Regions from separate parts of the Mus musculus genome. Here region 1 is linked to region 2. A link is a contact called in public HiChIP or PLAC-seq data. All regions are on one chromosome and are shown on one strand. The core of a region is the stretch at or near the end of the contact, and the rest is flanking DNA. Distances in the headings are between cores, read along the strand shown. Region 1 overlaps Crybg1 (crystallin beta-gamma domain containing 1). Region 2 overlaps Crybg1 (crystallin beta-gamma domain containing 1).

Evidence for each region. HiChIP or PLAC-seq counts read pairs in DNA pulled down with a chosen protein or histone mark.
Region 1: a contact with region 2 is called in an HNF4G HiChIP or PLAC-seq map of pancreatic cancer cells. The contact joins two enhancer-like sites. A contact is called at or near these places in 1 of 15 datasets of contacts at CTCF or cohesin (the NIH/3T3 cell line), 16 of 484 Hi-C or Micro-C datasets (B cells, the C2C12 cell line, CD8 T cells and 8 more) and 4 of 115 datasets of contacts at active chromatin or transcription factors (CD8 T cells, embryonic fibroblasts, embryonic stem cells and 1 more).

The regions. Positions count from the first base shown.
Region 1 is chr10:43,972,142-43,975,931 of GRCm38.p6, reverse strand. Crybg1 (crystallin beta-gamma domain containing 1) reads left to right here. Exons shown (of 22, transcript NM_001368305.1): 11 at 748-905; 12 at 1,912-2,038; 13 at 2,129-2,274. It overlaps Gm40636 (a long non-coding RNA gene), which reads right to left. Exons shown (of 5, transcript XR_871622.3): 2 at 2,696-2,804; 3 at 1,366-1,481. Among named protein-coding and RNA genes, the nearest start is that of Gm40636, 5.7 kb to the right of the region's middle. Within about 2 kb of position 2,526, at least 22 of the 459 cell types and tissues checked have an H3K27ac peak or open chromatin away from gene starts, as enhancers often do. A contact at or near this core is called in pancreatic cancer cells, where this site is marked.
Region 2 is chr10:44,078,054-44,081,568 of GRCm38.p6, reverse strand. All of the region lies in intron 1 of Crybg1 (crystallin beta-gamma domain containing 1), which reads left to right. Among named protein-coding and RNA genes, the nearest start is that of Crybg1, 69 kb to the left of the region's middle. Within about 2 kb of position 2,263, at least 62 of the 459 cell types and tissues checked have an H3K27ac peak or open chromatin away from gene starts, as enhancers often do. A contact at or near this core is called in pancreatic cancer cells, where this site is marked.

The DNA.
Region 1 (3,790 bases), core at 1,277-3,776, 110 kb after region 2:
TCCCTGCACAGCCATGTATCCAGCTTTATCCCCCAGCTCTCCCTACTGAGCCATGAGTCCAGCTCCATCCTGCAGCTAGCTCTCCCTGCTCCAGATGCACCTGTTGCCCCTGTTTCCTACACCTGTCCTATGCACCATGATTTTTTATCATTTTCAAATCAACTTTAGAATACTCTGGCTCTTTAATATCTTTTAAACATTGCCTTTGGAGTGTTCCAAAACCTAATGCTTTTTAACTTTTTAATTTTTAACTAGTAAGTGTTATCATGTAGTTGATTTTTATATATGATTAGAAAATTTTAATTTGTATTCCAGGATTTAGTGCTATTTATTGTTGTTGTTGTTGTTTACATTTGTGTGTGTGTTGGCATATAGGCACATGTGAGTCTGGAGAATTGTACTCAGCCTTTACCTGCTGAGCCATCTTGTTGGTCCTGTTTTTGCTGAGCCAAAGCAGCCTTTATTATGTAGCCCATGGCTGCCGTGGACTTGGAATCTTTCTTCCTCATCCTCTTGAGTCCTGGGATTGTAGGCTATACCACTATGTCCAGCTTGGGGTTTTTTGTTTGTTTTGTTTTTCTGGCTATGTCTTGTGGGGGCTGGAAGCCAGGGTCTCACACATGCTGGACAAGAACCACACCCCTAGCCCAAGTAAGTGCTATTGAATGACAGGGTCAATGTTTAGCTATTTTTTTTTTTAGCTATTTAACTTCTCCAAATTATTGGCATATCTCCCTTCTATTGCAGGTAGTTATTTATGAAAAGCCTTCCTTTGAAGGAAGGTGTATGGAGCTAGAAACAGAAATGAGTAGTTTTATCATGGAAGGAGGTGAGACAGAAGAAACAACTGGAAACAACAACTTGCCCTTTACATCCGTGGGGTCTATGAAAGTCCTAAGAGGCGTGTAAGTACAAGGGTAATGGTAAGATTTCTCTTGTTCCCTGATGAAATAAGAAATGTGCCCTCTTTTCCCCAAAGACACATTCCTGATTATAGTCTGGTGATATTTTGTGGAGAGTAGGGAGTCATGGAGACTGAACCCCAGGCTGTTGTCATACATGCTGGGTCTGTATGACGTCATCCCCAGCAGGGTCTGCTGAGCTGGACTTGTGCCAGTGGCTGAAGGGACACTATAGGGGGGTCTGGTGTGGAGCTCATACAGAGCTGTACAGATTGATTTTTAAAGTGTCATGTTCCAATCTAATGAATCATTTATTAATTTTCTTTCTAATTTTCATGATCTTTTTGAACTTTATAGATCTTGCACATTTCTAGTAAAAGCATATACTGAAACAGTCTTGTAAGTAGGCAAAAGTGTAGATTTCTAACTATTTATCTTTATTTTATGTGTATGAGTGTCTCACCTGCATGTATGTCTGTGCACCACATCTGTGCAGTGTCTGAGGAGTCTAAAAGATGGCGTCAGAGCCTCTGGAACTGGAGTCACAGTTTTAGCTGTTATGTGGGTTACTGAGATCCTCTGCAAGAGAAACAAGTGCTCTTAACTGCTGAGCCATCTCTCTAGCCCTTCATTTTAATTACATACACAACCACACATCCAAATGCACACACATACATATACACCACACTCAAAAGCTTGCGCGCTCGCACGCGCGCGCGCGCACACACACACACACACACACACACACATACTCACAGATACATACAACTACACTCCTTTACAGAACTCTAACATGTTTCTTAGGTTTTTTTTCTGAGGTTTCTCTCTGAACAAATTCTCTTAAACATTAAACAATTCTAACAAAAGCACATAAATTTGTATGCTGTCCTTTCTAAACTTGGAGAATTTCACAAATTCACACCAAATATTATATTTGTGTTTGTCAGTACATGGGGCACATGGGAAGCATTGCGAATGTCTGACTGGCCGCTTGCTCTTTCTCTCGTAGCTGGGTTGCTTATGAGAAGTGTGGCTTCACTGGCCACCAGTATTTGCTGGAGGAGGGAGAATACAGGGACTGGAACGCCTGGGGAGGCTACAATGGAGAGCTCCAGTCTCTGCGGCCTATATTAAGTGTAAGTTAAGGAGAAGCTAACAGCCAACGTGAGGTCCTTTCGGGATGATGAGCGGCTACCCTTTACACTTGAATCTCTCATTCTTAATAGGATTTTTCAAATGCGCACATGATAATGTACAGTGAGAAGAACTTTGGCTCCAAAGGTTCCAGTATTGATGTGTTGGGAATTGTTGCCAATTTGAAGGAGACCGGCTACGGAGTGAAGACACAGTCAATCAATGTACTGAGTGGCGTGTAAGTGAAGCAATCCCACCAGGAGGTGAAGCTTGGGTTTCACTCGGGTTTCTGTTAAATTAGTAGTCTGTGATGCAGAGTCAGCCCTCAGTAAATATCTCACGGGTAAACATTAATTCAGCCCCTTTGTATTTACAGCTGTGACACTTTCATGGCTGGCCTAAAAATATTCTGATGTAACCTTTTCCCCCCATTGGAGCAGGCTCTTGGTGTCATGGTGGAAATATGCAGCCCTGTGGCCCTTTGTCTGAATGGATGGATTGTTAGTAAGCTGGCATTGACTTTGAGGTTGGGAGAAAGTCCCAGTAGGCTCTCCTGTAGTGCTATGGCTGCCAGTGCTCCCTCACTAGTATGTTGACATAAAAACCACTGTTTAGACTACCTGGAGTGGTCAGCTTACCTGACCTTGGCATCTGCTTACCCCAGCCTTCCGTGCTGAGAGTATGGCACTCCACTCCGTGTTTTCACCAATGCCAAGTCTTTACCGAGATGTGACTCTGAGGCGGAAGTGACTGATCAGGCATACCAGCCTAAGAGATAGAAACAGAACTTATTGGCTGCACAATAAAAAGGCCTAGAGAAGATTTTGTTTCTGGCCAGGCACAGTAGCATAGACCTGTGCTCTCAGCACTGAAGAGGTGGAAACAGAAAGACTGAGTTCAAGGCCAGCCTGGGTGACATAGTCGGGTCCTGTCTGGAAGCAGTAACAGTGACAAGGCCAATCAAGCAAAAATGGTTTGCTGGGCTTGTTCCCAGGGCTCTCCCAGAGGTGGACCTCTTTACCCGTGGCCCACAGCCGTGGCTGACTCTCGTTCTCCCGACTCACTGCATGCTCAGGTTCCAGGTCTGACTTTGCTTCCGTGGCGTGGGTCATTAGTACATGCCTTAAGTAGAGAGGTGACTGTGCTGCTATGGTGTGGCCATCCTAGGGTCAGTTCCCCAGTGGGTATGATTGAAGTGTATGGCTCCCCAGGAATCAGAACGGACACCAGATCTCTGCCATAGGGAACTGTTCTCATGATCCAGCACGTGACCCTGCTGATTTCTTCTAAGTGGTAATGTTATTAAAAGGACAGGAAGAAAGCAGATGTTGGTTCTATTGAAAGCAGTTGGTGTTAGCCTACTGAATCTGGCTGGCCTCAGCCCTAATGCATTTCTCGAGGCCTCCCCCAAGACCCTGGCGAGTCTGACATGTCTACAGTGAACACACTTGTGTTGTTAGTCACTACATCATTGCGTAGGTTGTCACTTGTCACTAGGCTGTATTAATTACATCATTAGCCCTAACATGGTATGTTCACATGGTATGATCACAGCTGGCCGTCTACCAGAACCAGGAGTTGTCTGAACATAGGGCAGAGGCCACCGGAAACAATGTGCTGGCTTTGCAGTAATTTCAGATCATGCTTATTATTGTCTGAAAAAGTTGTAGTGAGCCATTCAGTCTTGGAGAAACAGTCACCAGGTATCCTTGCTCTTCAGTCATCTACCTAGCAGAGGAAGCTGGAGGATGCTG
Region 2 (3,515 bases), core at 1,014-3,513:
TGGTATATAGTCCCTGCACATCTTGCGTTTAAAACAGATGCTATCTTGGAAATCATTCAAGGACAGACGCATGACTCTTGTGGGATGACTGACAGTAACCTGGAACAGTCCCTGATTTAGGCTGGGAAAGCCTAAGGGACTGAGAAAGAACCTGAGATTGGCAGGCAAAACCTGTGTCAATAGTTGACTAGCTTATGTGAATATGTGAAGGAATATCCATTCCTTCCGGATTCCACCTTCTGTTTTTGCAGCTCAAGAATCCTTATTTAAACTTCCCAGAGGAGCCGACTGGGAGTTTTCAAGCATTTCTATTGGCTGTTTTTCTGGTTATAACAGAAGGTATGGTGCTTTTGGAAAATATAGGAGGCTATAACCCCTCATGATCTAGTTCATCAGAGACGGCCACTGTTTGATGTTGTGCATTGCCGGCTCTGTGTTTCTGGCTCCATTACCTGGTTGGCAGGTCATTGCTTGTCTGCTTGTCTGCCATTACATCAGGAGCTTTACTGCGTGTCTTAAAGGAGAAATGATATGCTGTAACATGGATGTGCATCAGTTTCATGATTGCCTAAGTGGGGTTTGCTGTAAGAAACAATACTACCATAGACAGCACTATAAGGAAGTGTTCTTTATTGATTTCTTCAGAATCATTTTTATCAGAAGCAGAGGTGTAGGACACTGTGCTTGCATACTGGCACTTAGTAAGTACAGACAAATCGCTTACTTAAAGCGTTGCGGCCATTAGCAGCCCTCCGCAGCACCGCAGACATTAGACAGGAGCAATGTGCAAAATCACTGCCTATCCCCTGCCTCTCTTTAATGTGTTTTAAAATTTAATTACATGTATGTGTGTGTCTATGTGTGGGTATGAGCAGGTATGAGCGCATGTGCCCATGGAGGCCAGAGGGGAATCAAATACACTGGAACTGGAGTTACAGGTAGTTTCGAGTGACCAGTGTGGGTGCTGCAAGCCAAAGCTCAGGCCTCTGCAAGAGCAACTGCTCTTAAGTATCGAGCCAGCTGTTCAGCTGTCGAAGTCTCTGGCTCTCTGGCTCTCTGGCTCTCCGGCAGCTCTCCGGCTAGAGCTTGCCAGCCTACCAGCTCTCCAGCTCTAGCTCTTCTCTTTGTCTTCCTTCTCTTTGATTTGGTGAAAAGAGAAAAGGCTTCTCCTTCAGTATTTCTAAAAGAGGGAGCCTACATGTTTTCTTCTATTAGAGGGAAGAAAAGATGATAGATTAGGAAATTAACCTTACAACTAAAATTATGTCTACTCTTTTCAGTAATTAGTCAAGACAGCTGGCAAATGCCCATGTGGTCATGAACACCAAGCAATATGTCAAATGAAAAATGGTAATGCAATTTGTTTCCTTTTTAATGTTATGAATTGCTTGTTTTAGAAGCATTTTATATGCTTAGTGTTACCTTATTCATAGAAAACAAGTTTAAGCAAAGGGTGCTGGCATATGTCTACAGTTCTACTACCTGGGAGGTAGAGGCAAGAAGATCAGACTTTCAAATCCAGCCCCAGCCACAGAGTGAGCTCAAAGCTAGCCTGAACTATATGAGACCCAATCTCAAAAAGAAAAGAAAAGAAAAGAAAAGAAAAGAAAAGAAGAGAGGAGAGGAGAGGAGAGGAGAGGAGAGGAGAGGAGAGGAGAGGAGAGGAGAGGAGAGGAGAGGAGAGGAGAGGAGAGGAGAGGAGAGGAGAGGAGAGGAAAGAGGGAGGGAGAGGGGGGAGGGGGAGAGGGGGGAGAGAGGGGAGAGAGAGGGGAGAGAGAGGGGAGAGGGAGGGGAGAGGGGAGGAGGGGGGAGAGGGGGGAGAGAGGGAAGAGAGGGAAGAGAGAGGGGAGAGAGAGGGGAGAGAGAGGGGAGAGGGAAGGGAGAGGGGAGAGAAGAGAGAGAGGAGAAGAGAGAGGAGAAGAGAGAGAGGAGAAGAGAGAGAGAGGAGAAGAGAGAGAGGAGAAGAGAGAAGAGAAGAGAAGAGAAGAGAAGGCTTATTTTCTTTTTGAAGCTTTGGCTATATTTAAACATTTTTGTTCCAAAATCAGTGTGGAAATAGCTGTACTGAGGAAAATGAAATCAATCAGAGCTGTTCTGCTAGTTTGTGCTAGATTTTCACATTCAAACCCTGTAAAAGCTCCTGCCTTTATCTCCAGTTTAGAAATAAGATCCTGCCATGTACGCAGACAGTTGACTCATAGCCCATCGTGCAGAGGAGATAACACTCCCTAATTTACAGTCCTGTTAAACAAAATAAATACTTTCTTGGGACAGAATGCTTGTGGTTTGGTGACTCAACTCTCCCTGAGCTGGAAGCTTAGATTCTCAACTAACCAGTGGCACAAGAAAATACTTGTTTTATATCATACCCAGGAAAGCTATAAATAAATAAAGGCATTTATGGAGCATAAGTTACAGGGATAGATGATGTTTGAATCTTCACTCCTGAAAAGCCTATAATTGACTTGAGAAATACGAACACTTAATAAACAATACCAAACCACAGGAAGTCGCCAACTTACCTATGAAATTGTATTTCGTAATAATTCCCTTAGGGTTGAAAACCAGGGCCACCCCTGCCTGTGCATGTCCTTCAGTTCTTGCTCTCTGAAGAGACTGGTGCCCTTGAGCCCAGACTGGGACAAGGGAGGGTCTCTTGGCTTCACCTTCCTGTGCATTTGCTGAGCTTGCCCCCATTCCCCTGCTTCCCTTCCTTATGGTCCACTTCCCTCCCTTCCCGAACACACCCTAAGCTAGCCCCTCCCCACTTCACTTCTCTCCCCTCCTGAACACACCCTCATATTATCTGAGATTCTTTTCTCTCTTCCTTTCTAGACTTAGTCGGGGAAGATCTCTCAGATCTTTCATTTTCCCAAGTTCTTTTTCATTTTTTTCTCTTTAAGATTTATGTCATGTGTATGAATTTGTGACACGTGGGTGCTTGGGAGTTGGTTGTGAGCCACCATGTGGGTGCTGGGAATTGAACTGGGGTCCTTCTCACGAGCAAAAAGTACTCTTATCTAAGCCATCTTCTCCCTGACTCCCACTTCACTTTCTCTGTCTTCTTACTTTCTCCTCCCACCCCACGGTAACCTTCCATCACTCTCTGGGTGTCTGTAAAACCCAAGGTTAGATAGAGCTAGTGGTGCCTCTGTGTGAAGAGGAAGAAAGACTTGAATCTCCAGGAAAAGTCAAACATAGTAGCTTCTGGTAGTGAGGAAAGCCCAGTACAGTTACATCCTATGTATCTGAAAAGATCTCTGGCCAGCATCTCTTCCTAACCAACCCTGATAGTTTTTTCCAATATTGTATTTTTTTACATAAAATATTAATCTACACTCTAGAAAGACAAACTTGTTCCCAGACTATTTTGTTGCTTTCTTGTTCTTTTTAAAATCAATATCTGAGCAAGTCTGTGATTCCTAATGACATTCGTTTTGCCTCAATGGTTTAATATTTTAGGGCATTTCCTAGAAATCAAGCCACTGTTTTGATACTGTATTTAATGTAAATAT